Regions from separate parts of the Bombyx mori genome. Here region 1 is linked to region 2. A link is a contact called in public Hi-C data. All regions are on one chromosome and are shown on one strand. Each heading gives the region's core, a stretch centred on a gene start, on an enhancer-like site or on the middle of the called end of the contact. The rest is flanking DNA. Distances are from core to core; before and after follow the strand shown. Region 1 overlaps LOC101735682 (midasin). Region 2 holds the start of LOC101735682 (midasin).

Region 1 (5,784 bases), core at 1,501-4,000, 41 kb before region 2:
GAGTCCTGGAACAAATTACTTTCAATTAGCCCCCGAAAGTCCAATATCAAATGACTTCAAAACTTGAATACATTTTTAACCGACTTCAAAAAAGGAGGAGGTTCTCAATTCGACTGTTATTTTTTTATATTTGTTACCTCATAACTTTCGACTGGGTGAATCGATTTTGATGATTCTTTTTTATTAGAAAGCTGACGCTTCCCGTGTGGTCCCATTTCAATTTAGTCCAGTTCTGATAATGGTATACACGAGAAAACTATATAAGTCTTAAATTTGCATTAAGTACGTGGGCGACAGATACTTAGATGTATAACTCAATATCACGCCAACCGATTTCGATGATTATTGTTTTTAGTGTATATTAATATGTTTTGGAATATCTTTTTTTTCTATTTGAAGTCGGTTTTTGTTAAAGCATGTCTATTTACAATATTCCCCCTACCTATTCGCTGGTAGCCTAAGAGGCTTTCCAGCTATGCGCGGACGGGTGGATGAGCTCACGGGCTCAACCTGAGAGAATTTGCTAACACTAGCCCTAGCATGAGCGGTGCTTCGCAGAATCTACCACCGGATCGGAAACGCGACCCACTGAGAAGATCCGGCGAGAAACTCAGTGGGCTGTGTCTGTGGGTTAGTTCGCTTGTAGAACTCTTGGTAGTATTCGACGAGTTCGACAAGGACGGTGACCGGTGCTTGAGAAGTCTAAAAGCATCGAAAGTGAATCCGGGGGAATGAAAGAAATGTTTCGGGCGAGGGCGGCTTTGCGTCGCGGTGGGATAAATACTGTTACCACCTACCCTCAATACAGGTCGAAATATCAATTGTATAATTGTCCTACAATACAAACCAGAATGCATGACATCTTTTGGCAGCAGAAATAGACCAGATGGTGGTACCTACCGATAACCGCTACCACCAGTAATAATAAAATAATTATACCTTACATTGCATCACACAAGTGAGGTAGGTATTTACTTGGAAAAACTGCCGGAGGATTTGAACAGAACTTGTTATTACAGACAAAACATTCGTATAGATTTGAGAAAGCTCACCTTATTATGAGGGTTGTCGATGATGACGTAAACTAAGAATATCCCTTGCTGTTTCGCCCTTCTGACCGCCTGGAGTACCTTCGTTTCACCTTCAGAGAATATTCCTCTACCGTCGCTTACTATAACTAACAATTTAGCGTTCAGGGCATCACTCTTCACGGTCTGTTCTTCGAATAAAACCGTACAATAGTCCAGCAGTTGAGCTATCTTAGTTTTATTCTGTTCGAAACGTAACTGTTCGAGAATCTTCGAGCCGGAATGTTCTGAGAATTGTTCGGTGAACGGGTGCAAGAGGTTCGGTTTCTCGCCGAAACTCAAAACGGCTAAATCACCTGATTCCAGTAGATTTAAAGCCTGGAAATAAAAATAAAAATGTATTATTGCTGTATTTATCAAAACACCCGTTATAAGATCATTGATTGGTACCGCTTGCTCAAATATCACAACAAGCTGTATATTCGCACATTGATAAGACTGACCCTATTAAAAAAATTCTTTTTTTTAATTTGAAGCACTTAAAGTTTCATCAAACAGTCGTGTCGTCAATAGTTTTGCACCAAAATTAATAAAAAAGAAAATATCAGAGTTATACTTTTCGCGCTGAGAGGCGGTATATAACTATCCACGGTATCTACCTATACCGGTATTTATCCACTATTACAAACACAATTTTCCGTATAGTGGCGGTATTTTTAATAATGTGCAATATACATATTACTGGCGGTAGGACCTCTTGTGAGTCCACACGCCACCACCCCGCCTATTTCTGCCGTGAAGCAGTAATGCGTTTCGGTTAGAAGGGTGGGGCAACCGTTGCAACTATATTGACACCTTAGAACTCATATCTCAAGGTGGTTGGCGGCATTTACGTTGTAGATGTATATGGGCTCCAGCAACCACTTAACACCAGATGGGCTGCGAGTTCGTCCACCAATCTATAAAAAACTTCTTATCTAGTCTCATATAACACGGTTTGGCACAACAGGGACTTTATGGGAACGTATCTACCGTTAATATAAGTATAAGAGGGTTAACTGTATTATAAAAATTAAAATGACCCTTATTCACCTGAGATACGAGCGCTAAGCTCTCGAAGGCCAACTCTTTGCTCCTGTTATCGGACATAGAACTGGAATCGTCGACGGCTATAGCGATCTTGTACTCTCGTTTTGCCGGCTTTGTCCTCCGCAGCCAGATGCGATCCTTGCGGAAGTGTGACGCGATGTATGGAATAATTCGACGCATGTTAATGGCACGACCAGTTCGAAAATCGCCTGAAAGTTGAAAAAATATTTCAATCTAATAATGATATAGTCACACCGAAATGCTGGAAGAGTCATATCGCGTCACACAGTATTTATAAGTTAGATTAGTTTTCGTTATCGTGTTGTTTTGTCGTATAGTTGTAAGGACCATTGTGTACAAATTCAACACTTTGTCTTGCTTAGTCGTGTGCACTTGGCTTATTTTGCAAGCCAGATTTTGTTTCTTTTTACTTTTTGTTATTTTTTATGCATATTTTTAGCTTTTGATGTGTATTGTGTGCGAAATAAATAAATAAATATTGCTATTAAGAAAAAAAGTGTGTATAGTTTACCCGCTCGTCGCGACCGTCCAGTGGGTTCTAGCACCAGACGCAGCCGTTCGCAGAGCGCGCGCGCGGACGCGGCCGAGTCCCGCCACAGCGCGCGCCACGCCGCCGCGCCCCCCGCACCCCCCGCCCTACCGCACGCCAGCCACTCCCGTATACTCATGTACTGCTCGATCGTCATCTCCTCCGGTTGGACATCCTCTTGCTCCAATCTGTAGACGAAAATATATGCTTTAAGCTTTATTCAATTACATGGCAAGACCTGATGTTCGTCAACAAATTAATAAAAATTGGCTCGGAAGACAGGCAGCTTATAAATCAAAACAAAGGTAAATGGTATGATGAAATAAATAATGAAATAGTTATTAAACCCTGGTTCGCTAGGAGCAAATCTTTCTGTAAAAAGAAATTCTACACACAAATTTGTAGACTGAGATTTGTCCATTGCAAATTTAACGCTGATGACTGCTTTACCGAATGAAAATAAGTTCACCAAATTGCAATGAATGCTCCTTAAATGAAGAACAAACAATACTTTACTACTTTAAGCTCTACCAATATCCCGGCCTTGACTTCATTATATGGATTAACCGTCAACCGACTTAAGTGAGGCTGTATCCGAAGTGTTATAGGCAAGTTCTTCTTTTTCTTTATAATTTTTGACTCCGGCACAGTTTGTGCATTAGCCAGCGTCAAGTAATAAGATTTTTATGATTCGCCGTTTTAATTATTTACACTTGATGAATAATAAAAAGCGAAGGAAACTTAATCAATTGGCATGAAATTAAATGAAATGAGATGAGATGATATGGGATGAAATATAATCTCAGTAAAATGGTGTTCATTCATTGAGACTATTTCAGTGGACTTTTCGGTGGATCCCGAGAAGCTACGTTCAGCGGCTTGGTTTCATTTTCCCACATTTGTGCACTTTCACAGATACGAAACAGTTAATAAACCACCGTGTTTACACATTTAAACCTGAAGAAACACTAAATAGACAAAATAAAACAAGTCACACAACTTCACTCCTCGCGTTCCCGCCAAAAAGTCCTTAAGTGCAAGTTGAATATTTGGTTTTTACAGTCATAATACATAATTACCATCTAAAATGTACTTGAATTGAAAACTATTTAACAAATGATGACACAAAAGCTCGTACGTCCATTAAAAAAAAAACATTTATAAAGACAATTCGTACCGTGTATGATAAGTAGTGTCAGTTCCTCTGGCAACACTAGAGGTATCAATTTTTTCTCCTTCCACTTCCATACCGGTTTCGCCAGTGGGCTCCTCTCCGGTTTCATTTTTGTTGCCAGATTTATCTTTGTCTTTTTCAGCACTTTCTCCCATCTTTTCCGGTTTAAGTTCTTTCGATTTCTCAACCTTTTTAAAAGACATACATATTGTATAATTTTTTTTATTTATTAGCATAATTAGCACCTTAGAACTTTACGAAATAGCATAACAAAAAAACATCACTATCGTTTTTTTGTATGATTGTATGAAAATTTCTTGTCTTATTGATGTCATTTACATAACAAAACTCGAAAAATAAAACACAGTAATTTTTTATTCTGTGCTTATTTTAAAAGGCTTTTAGAGGTCACAAAAACATCAGTGACGTAAAACACATGACGTCACAGAAATGTTTTTTAAATTATACCTGTAATTCTTCATCGTCAACTTCCATAGGAACTTGTTCATCTTCCTTCAGTTCTTCGCCTTCATCTTCTTCTTTCTGTATCACCGGCTGTTCATTGGCTTGTTCTTTGGTTGCTGCGTCTAACGCCTTTGAAAATTGAACTATATATATTTTTTTTATTACTTATATGTGTGGACGAGCTCACGTCTCACCTGGTGGTTACTGGAGCTCATAGACATCTACATCGTAAATTCCGCCACTCGCTTTAAGAGTTTCAAGGTCTAACAGTACAACGGCTGCCCCGCCTTTCAAACCGAAACGCATTACTGCTTCACGACAGAAATAGGAAGGGTGGTGGTACCTACCCGCGCGGACTCACAAGAGGTCCTACCACCTTTAATTACGCATATAATTTTGCGGGTTTGATTTTTATTACACGATGTTATTCCTTCACCGTGGAAGTCAATCGTGAATATTTGATAAGTACGTATTTCATTAGATAAATTGGTACCTGTTTACGAGATTCGAACAGCGTTGCAACGCTCGATACGAATACTCCGGGTGTCTTATCCTTTAAAAAGAATCGTATGATTTTAGACATCAAACAATGTCTTATGTTATGCTAGCTGACCCGGCAGACTTCGTAGTGCCTCAACCGATAAATAAAAGACCTAAACTTTTGTATAGAATAAACATAAAAGAAACAAGCGATCCGTCCGACGGGAGACACATCAAAGGTAAAACAAAATTGTTATTTTTATTTAATTTCGAGAATTTTCATATTTATCTACCTTTTAAACCTTCTCTGGACTTCTACAAATAATTCAAGACCAAATTAGCCAAATCGGTCCAGCCGTTTTCGAGCTTTAGCGAGACTAAAGAACAGCTATTCATTTTTATATATATATAAAGGTATTTTGTGTGTGTTTATTTAGTATTATTACAACTGGTTTCAGTGACATAACGTTTGATTTTGTTTGTACCTGTAAATCATCCTTTTTAGCTTGTTTCACATGTTGGAAGGCATCGGCGTCGCTTTCATCTTCATCATTGACATCGCCGCCCTCTTCTGCGTTATCATCTTCCCGCTCAACGTTCAATGTCTGCATTTGTTTATGTTTCCTCTCAGTAATGTCACCTGCGTAACCAAAATGCGAATGTAGAAACAATATAAAACAACGTGCAGCTATAATTGGTTGGTTCCTTATTGCTTGAAATCGAAACTGGGTCTTATCTTTTGACTGACTCGGTGGTGCAGTAATTCGCAATCCTGACTGTTGCGCTGAGGGTCGAGGGTTCGATTCCCACATCGGGCAAACAATCGTGTTTTTTTTTTATTTATTTTTTTGCTTGGATGGAATCGTGTAATGAAAAGATTGGTTTGCTCTTTGTTTGGGTGTTTATTATCTATATATGTATATCGTCGTTGCAAATATAAAATCTCCTATTTTGGGCCAAAATGATATTTTCATATATTATGAAAGTTATTTTGAATA
Region 2 (6,048 bases), core at 86-2,585:
TAAAAATAATTTGCAGAGTTCTCACTGATGGGAAGACTTTTTTCCGACTCACCAACAGGTTAGCATTATACCTTCTAGAGCAAAAATGACGTCAGCTAAACAATTGCTTTAATGGACGTAAAATGTCTCTATGAATTTTTAGAAAGTACTAAGAGTTTAGGATTCTAGAGTTGGATTATAAAATTTCTATGGAAACTGTATTTAAAAAACAAGGAAACTTTCCCTAATTAATTGTTTTAGGATTCATCACTACTAGGTGAATGGTTTAATTATGCTTAGAAGATATCTTAGAAACATTCATTTTATTTGTACATACCTTAAAGCTTTCGAACTAGGTAGAACTGTCCAAATTTTATTACTAAATGAAGTTAACAAACACTTACTGCAAAATATCAGGGTGATCACATAAAGTAGCTAATATCACAGAATACTCCAAATGAGCAATCTTTTCAGAATCACTACATTTTATGTAATCAGGGCTGGAGAAAATAGCTTTTAGTGGTATCTTCAATGACACTAATGCCAGTAGTATATTTGATAAATATGTTTTGAACAATATAGCATCATCAATTTTGAGAATGTAATCTGATAAAATTTTCACAATATCTTGAATTTCTAATGCTTTTTTTGATAAAGATGTCTGAAAAAAAAACCATCTTCATTATTTATTGCATACATCTTGGATTTTTGTTTAGTGTCAAAGTGGGATAAATAATACTAGTCTTACCAAAGGACAATCCAGGAGTTATTTTTACTAATTTATATTTACATATTGATAGGATACGGATTATAACTGTATTCTCATTAAAAATAGGTGTTTGATTACATTTCATTAATTACATTTCAGTTAGTTCTGAAGGCCTCCAAAATAATAAGAAAATAGTGCTAACCTTAAATACTCGACGATAAATTATAATTAAGTCACATGTGTGCCTTTAATATAATTATCACCATTAATGAATTTACTTTGTTTATCAACATGCAATTCGAAAGTGAACTTTTTCGGTATCTCAAAAATTTAATTTCACTGAAATTCTATGTACGTAAATACTGGCAGGGTAATGCACGGATATAAATAAGTGAAATAGATATTTTGGTTAAATAACGATAAACAAATACTAACCTTTAGATTTTCACATAATATCTTGAGCTCCTGGGTTCCTGTTTCAGAGCCTATTTTGTTTAGACCAGACAACATATATGAAATAGACATCTTACCAAGCCTTCAGTTTACTTTTTCATTCAGAACGATAAAACTTAGAGATTTTCATTAATATTAAGCGTGCCGCAAGTGCAGCACGTTCTCAACAAACACAACACGGTAGGTAGGTCTACCACGTGAATTGTTGACATTGACATTGACAACGACATATTAGTTTTAAAGTCATTTTCAACCATAGACCTACTTCAGTGCTTTCAACATAGATTTTCAAGGAAATGTAAAACATACACTGTACAAAAGAAAAATTTGTGCAAAAGTAATAGCACTCATACTGATCTAATTCGAACGAGAATTCGCTTAGGATAATTAATGAATAAATCTTGCAGGGCACAACCCGCTGAGTTTCTTGCTGGATCTTCTCAGTGGGTTGCGATTCCGATCTGGTAGTGAATACAGCGAAGCTCTCCTCTTATTATGGCTTAGGTTAGCGATTTCTTTCAGGTTATATCTCGTGGGTTCGCTTACGAGAACATACGTAGCTGGCCTAGCCCCTCAAGGCTATCAGCGATTATATAGGGAAAATATATTTATAGCAACATTGAAGTGTTTGTAATGTCAAAATAAGCTTCTTACTTTATGCACACAAAGAATTAAACGGTGTTTAAAAATAAACCTTCTGTCTGTCGGCACTTATTCTGGCGTATCTCCAAAACAGATATCGATTTTATCTTTCATTGACAGCTAACGAATGGGCTAAGAAGTATCCAAAGCTACTTTTCTTTTAAGAAATGAAGCTGATGAAATTGTAAAGATCCAACCAACTACTTTTATTAACGTTGTGTAGGTTGGTAAAGATGCTGTGCAGAAATGTACAAGATACTACCAAATTTTACATTAGACAACACATGAACACATTGCAGGGCTGTCAACGAACCGCCAACTACATGTTTTTAACCCACCCAGGCATAAAAGTTCCAACATCTTATTATTTGGTGTCTTACGCCATCAACCGCTTTTAATCTATTATACGACGACAATCAGCAATTTTGCATCGTTCAATTTAAACAGTACGAAGCGTAATTAATTGAATAGTATTGAATACTAAGACTAAATTTCATAATATGGCTGTATAACAACCGAAACGCCACGCCGGCTGCACCGGTAGCCGCACCTGATCGCACGTTGCGACCAATCAGGGGCTCTCGTTGTCGGCTCCAAGCGCGACTCAAAGAGTAGTGAGCGAGGGGTTTCCCTATTAGAACGCCGCACGCGCGCCTTTCATTTTTACTTTTATTACCATTATCCATTTGAAGTATATCAAATTACAAATAAAATTATTGTGTCTTTAAAATGAAAAGTTGGTAATTTATGGGCAACTTTCTACTGGAAATGACTTTTGGCGGGAACGCGAGGAGCGAATTGTATGAAATGTTTTTTTTTGTAACAACGGTGGTTTTTTAACTATTTAGTATCTGTGAAAGTGCACAAAATGTGTGAAAATGAAAAAAGGCGCAAGACGCAGCATTTCAGAATCTTTCAAAAAGTCCAATTGAAAAGTTTCATTAAATAACCACCATTTTACTGAGATTATATTTTATCCCGTATAATTTCTATGAGAGAGGAGTGAGACAGGGAGATGTGATATCTCCGAAACTGTTTATCACTGCTCTGTAGGATTCCTTCAAGCTTCTGGAATGGCAAGGTCTTGGCATCAATATTAACGGCGAATACATCACTCATCTTCGGTTTGCCGATGACATCGTGGTCATGGCAGAGTCGCTGGAAGATTTAGGGCGTATGCTCGGTGACCTCAGTAGGGTTTCTCAACAAGTGGGTCTTAAAATGAACATGGACAAAACAAAAATCATGTACAATGTCCATGTTGCACCCACCATAGTTACTGTTGGGAGTTCTACTCTTGAAGTTGTTGACGAATATATATACCTAGGACAGGCAGTCCGATTAGGTAGGTCCAACTTTGAGAGAGAGGTCAGTAGACGGATCCAACTCGGCTGGGCAGCGTTCGGTAAACTGCACAACGTCTTCTCGTCCAAAATACCTCAGTGCCTTAAGACAAAAGCGTACAACCAATGTGTGTTACCAGTGATGACTTACGGCTCGGAGACGTGGTGCTTCACTAGGGATCTTTTTAGAAGGCTCAAAGTCGCGCAGCGAGCTATGGAGAGGGCTATGCTCGGCATTTCTCTACGTGATCGAATCCGAAATGAGGAGATCCGTAGAAGAACGAAGGTTGCTGACATAGCCCGTAGAATTAGTGAACTGAAGTGGCAATGGGCCGGCCACATAGCACGAAGAGAGGACGGTCGATGGGGCAGAAAGATCCTGGAGTGGCGACCACGTACTGGCAAGCGCAGTGTGGGACGGCCACCTACTAGATGGACCGACGACCTAGTAAAAAGCGCTGGGTCTCGTTGGATGCAGGTGGCAATGGACCGGTCGCACTGGAAATCTATTGGAGAGGCCTATGTTCAGCAGTGGACGGCGATAGGCTGAAATGATGATGATGATGATGATGATGATAATTTCTATTCATTTAATTTCATCCCGATTGATTAATGTCTCAAATTAATTAACTTCATTTCATTTCACTCCAAATATTTTTTCTTAATACAGAATAGCATAGATTATACACTTAATATATTTGCAGAATAGTACCGGTAAAATGGGGCGATTAGGGATTGAGAGGCGAATCGAAAAAAAAACGGGAAAATCTTTCGACGCTCAATATAAGTTTTATATTCGTTGCAAAATCTTCCATTTTTTGTAGTTTAATAGTAGAATGTTGAAAGTTCACAAAACAACTCTGAATATGAATGATAATAGCTGCTAACTTATAAAAAATCGGGTTTCAAATTAACTTCCTGTGGTGGTAATTATTTTAGTGCTAGAAACTTTGCTCTCTTTTATTTATTTGATAATAATAGAAGACGACTGTGATTTATAAACGTTATTTAGTGTTTGAACCAGCATATATATTAAAGGTGAGTCTCAGTTGTGATTGGTTTTAATGTATTTGATAAAATAAAAATACATGTAAAAATCTGTTGTTTTTGGGGATATTGGGGACGTCTTAGGTACAAATAACAACGAATAAGGGGTCAATTGGGATAAGAATACGTGAAATGGAAACGACCTAAGTATAAATAGGTACAGGTTTGTAGGGTTGTCTATGTAGTTATAACAATATATTTTAAATTTGTTGGTAAAAATCTGGTTTATTCATGATGTCTTTGTCTAGAACTTTTATTCAAAATTATCAATGTGTTATTTTATTGTTTGGTAAATATTTATATTATCAGAAATCGCCTGACTTCCGCCCTTCACTGGGGATGGAGGGCGGGGCATGTCGGAGTCGAACCGACTAAAACCTCCTGTCTCTCAACAACCAACGTCCAAACCTCGCATGACAAAACTCATGAAAAGGCAAAGGGGGGAAAGTGAAGCGTTTAGTGCGGAGCACATCTCTCTCATCACCCTCCCCCTCGGGACGCCGGACTGGCGGTCGTCGGCGCCATGACCACCAGCCCTCTCGGTCGGCAGACTATCCGAAGCCCGCCTAGATGGCGCCGGTTAGAATGGTCTATCCTACGGAATACCCCGCTGGGTCAGAACCAGCGTGGGTTGAGGATAGCCGGCCTTCCATCACCCGGATGCTCATGCATAAAACGCGTGCAGAGCAGCTTGCACGTCGTCTTCTTAGGCCCCCTATATTATCAGTTACGTATTGTTTTCTATTTTTAGATATGCCTCGCGTGTACGTATCAAAGAGTGCAAAGCCTTTTATGAGATATGATCCTTTAATATTAAAAACAGCAATAGAAGCCTATGAAATTGGGAATAAGTCTTTAGTTGAAATAGATAAGTAATTTAATATAAGTAAGTTTTTTGCCACGTACCATCCGGCTATGGAATGAGCTCCCCTCCACGGTGTTTCCCGAGCGCTATGACATGTCCTTCTTCAAACGAGGCTTGTGGAGAGTATTAAGCGGTAGGCAGCGGCTTGGCTCTGCCCCTGGCATTGCTGAAGTCCATGGGCGACGGTAACCACTCACCATCAGGTGGGCCGTATGCTCGTCTGCCTACAAGGGCAATAAAAAAAAAAAAAAAAAAAAAAAAAAGTAAGTCGATTTTTCACAGACATGTAACAAGAACAATGAAATCTCAAGGTGGACAAAAATGTTAATATTTGTTCAGAGTGGGGGTATTCATCTGATTAATCCATGGAATAACCGACACACCTAATCTCTTAACCCAGATAAAAATATCAGCCCCTAAGTACTTACCAAGAACGAAGAAATATAAACCGTTTCTAAGAAAGCCCATTGTTGTTACTGCACTGTCGATTGCACCTATAATTGAGGTGACATCTGCCATGTACTTTTGTCAGTTTTTCAATTATTTTTTTTTATTGATGATCACTTTGTTGGTGCAACTAAATAAATAAATTAATTAAAACTATATATAAAAATAAAAGTAGTGCCAACCCTAGCAAATTTCTCATTTCGTCCCAATTAACCGCAATTTCTGGGTAAATAGGGATTACACCTATTTTTGCATTTTTTGCTTAAACTGGAATGCTACTTGCATAATTTTAAATTATACAACAAAGATGCCCCCAAGACTCAATCATTTTGATCCTGATATAGCATTATATACATCAACAACTACCTTAAAATTGCTCATAAAGTTGGAATTTGTCCCTAATCGCCCCATTTTACGGTATACACAAAAGATGAAGTTGTAGAGTGGGATATCATCGCCTTTTAGTTGGAAAAATGGCTAATAAACTGACAGTTTGAAGTTTTGAACTTTTTGAAGTAAAATAAAACAATAAAACCCGCGAATTACCAACTATGGAGGATCAA

Evidence for each region. A called contact is a pair of places that touch in the nucleus more often than the background predicts.
Region 1: a Hi-C map of posterior silk gland shows a contact between it and region 2, with 1.8 times the contacts expected there. The contact joins the enhancer-like site here to the promoter of LOC101735682 in region 2. A contact is called at or near these places in 3 of 7 Hi-C or Micro-C datasets (middle silk gland, posterior silk gland and whole pupa).

The regions. Positions count from the first base shown.
Region 1 is chr19:8,898,382-8,904,165 of ASM3026992v2, reverse strand. LOC101735682 (midasin) reads right to left here. Exons shown (of 41, transcript XM_062674030.1): 35 at 5,272-5,426; 36 at 4,310-4,435; 37 at 3,845-4,029; 38 at 2,650-2,855; 39 at 2,121-2,326; 40 at 1,053-1,406; 41 at 1-5. Among protein-coding and RNA genes, the nearest start is that of LOC101746459, 17 kb to the left of the region's middle. Within about 2 kb of position 2,750, at least 1 of the 8 cell types and tissues checked has open chromatin away from gene starts, as enhancers often do.
Region 2 is chr19:8,855,761-8,861,808 of ASM3026992v2, reverse strand. LOC101735682 (midasin) reads right to left here and starts at 1,335. Exons shown (of 41, transcript XM_062674030.1): 1 at 1,124-1,335; 2 at 384-640. The coding sequence starts at 1,213. LOC101735408 (FIGNL1-interacting regulator of recombination and mitosis) reads left to right here and starts at 5,935. Exons shown (of 12, transcript XM_021350591.3): 1 at 5,935-6,048.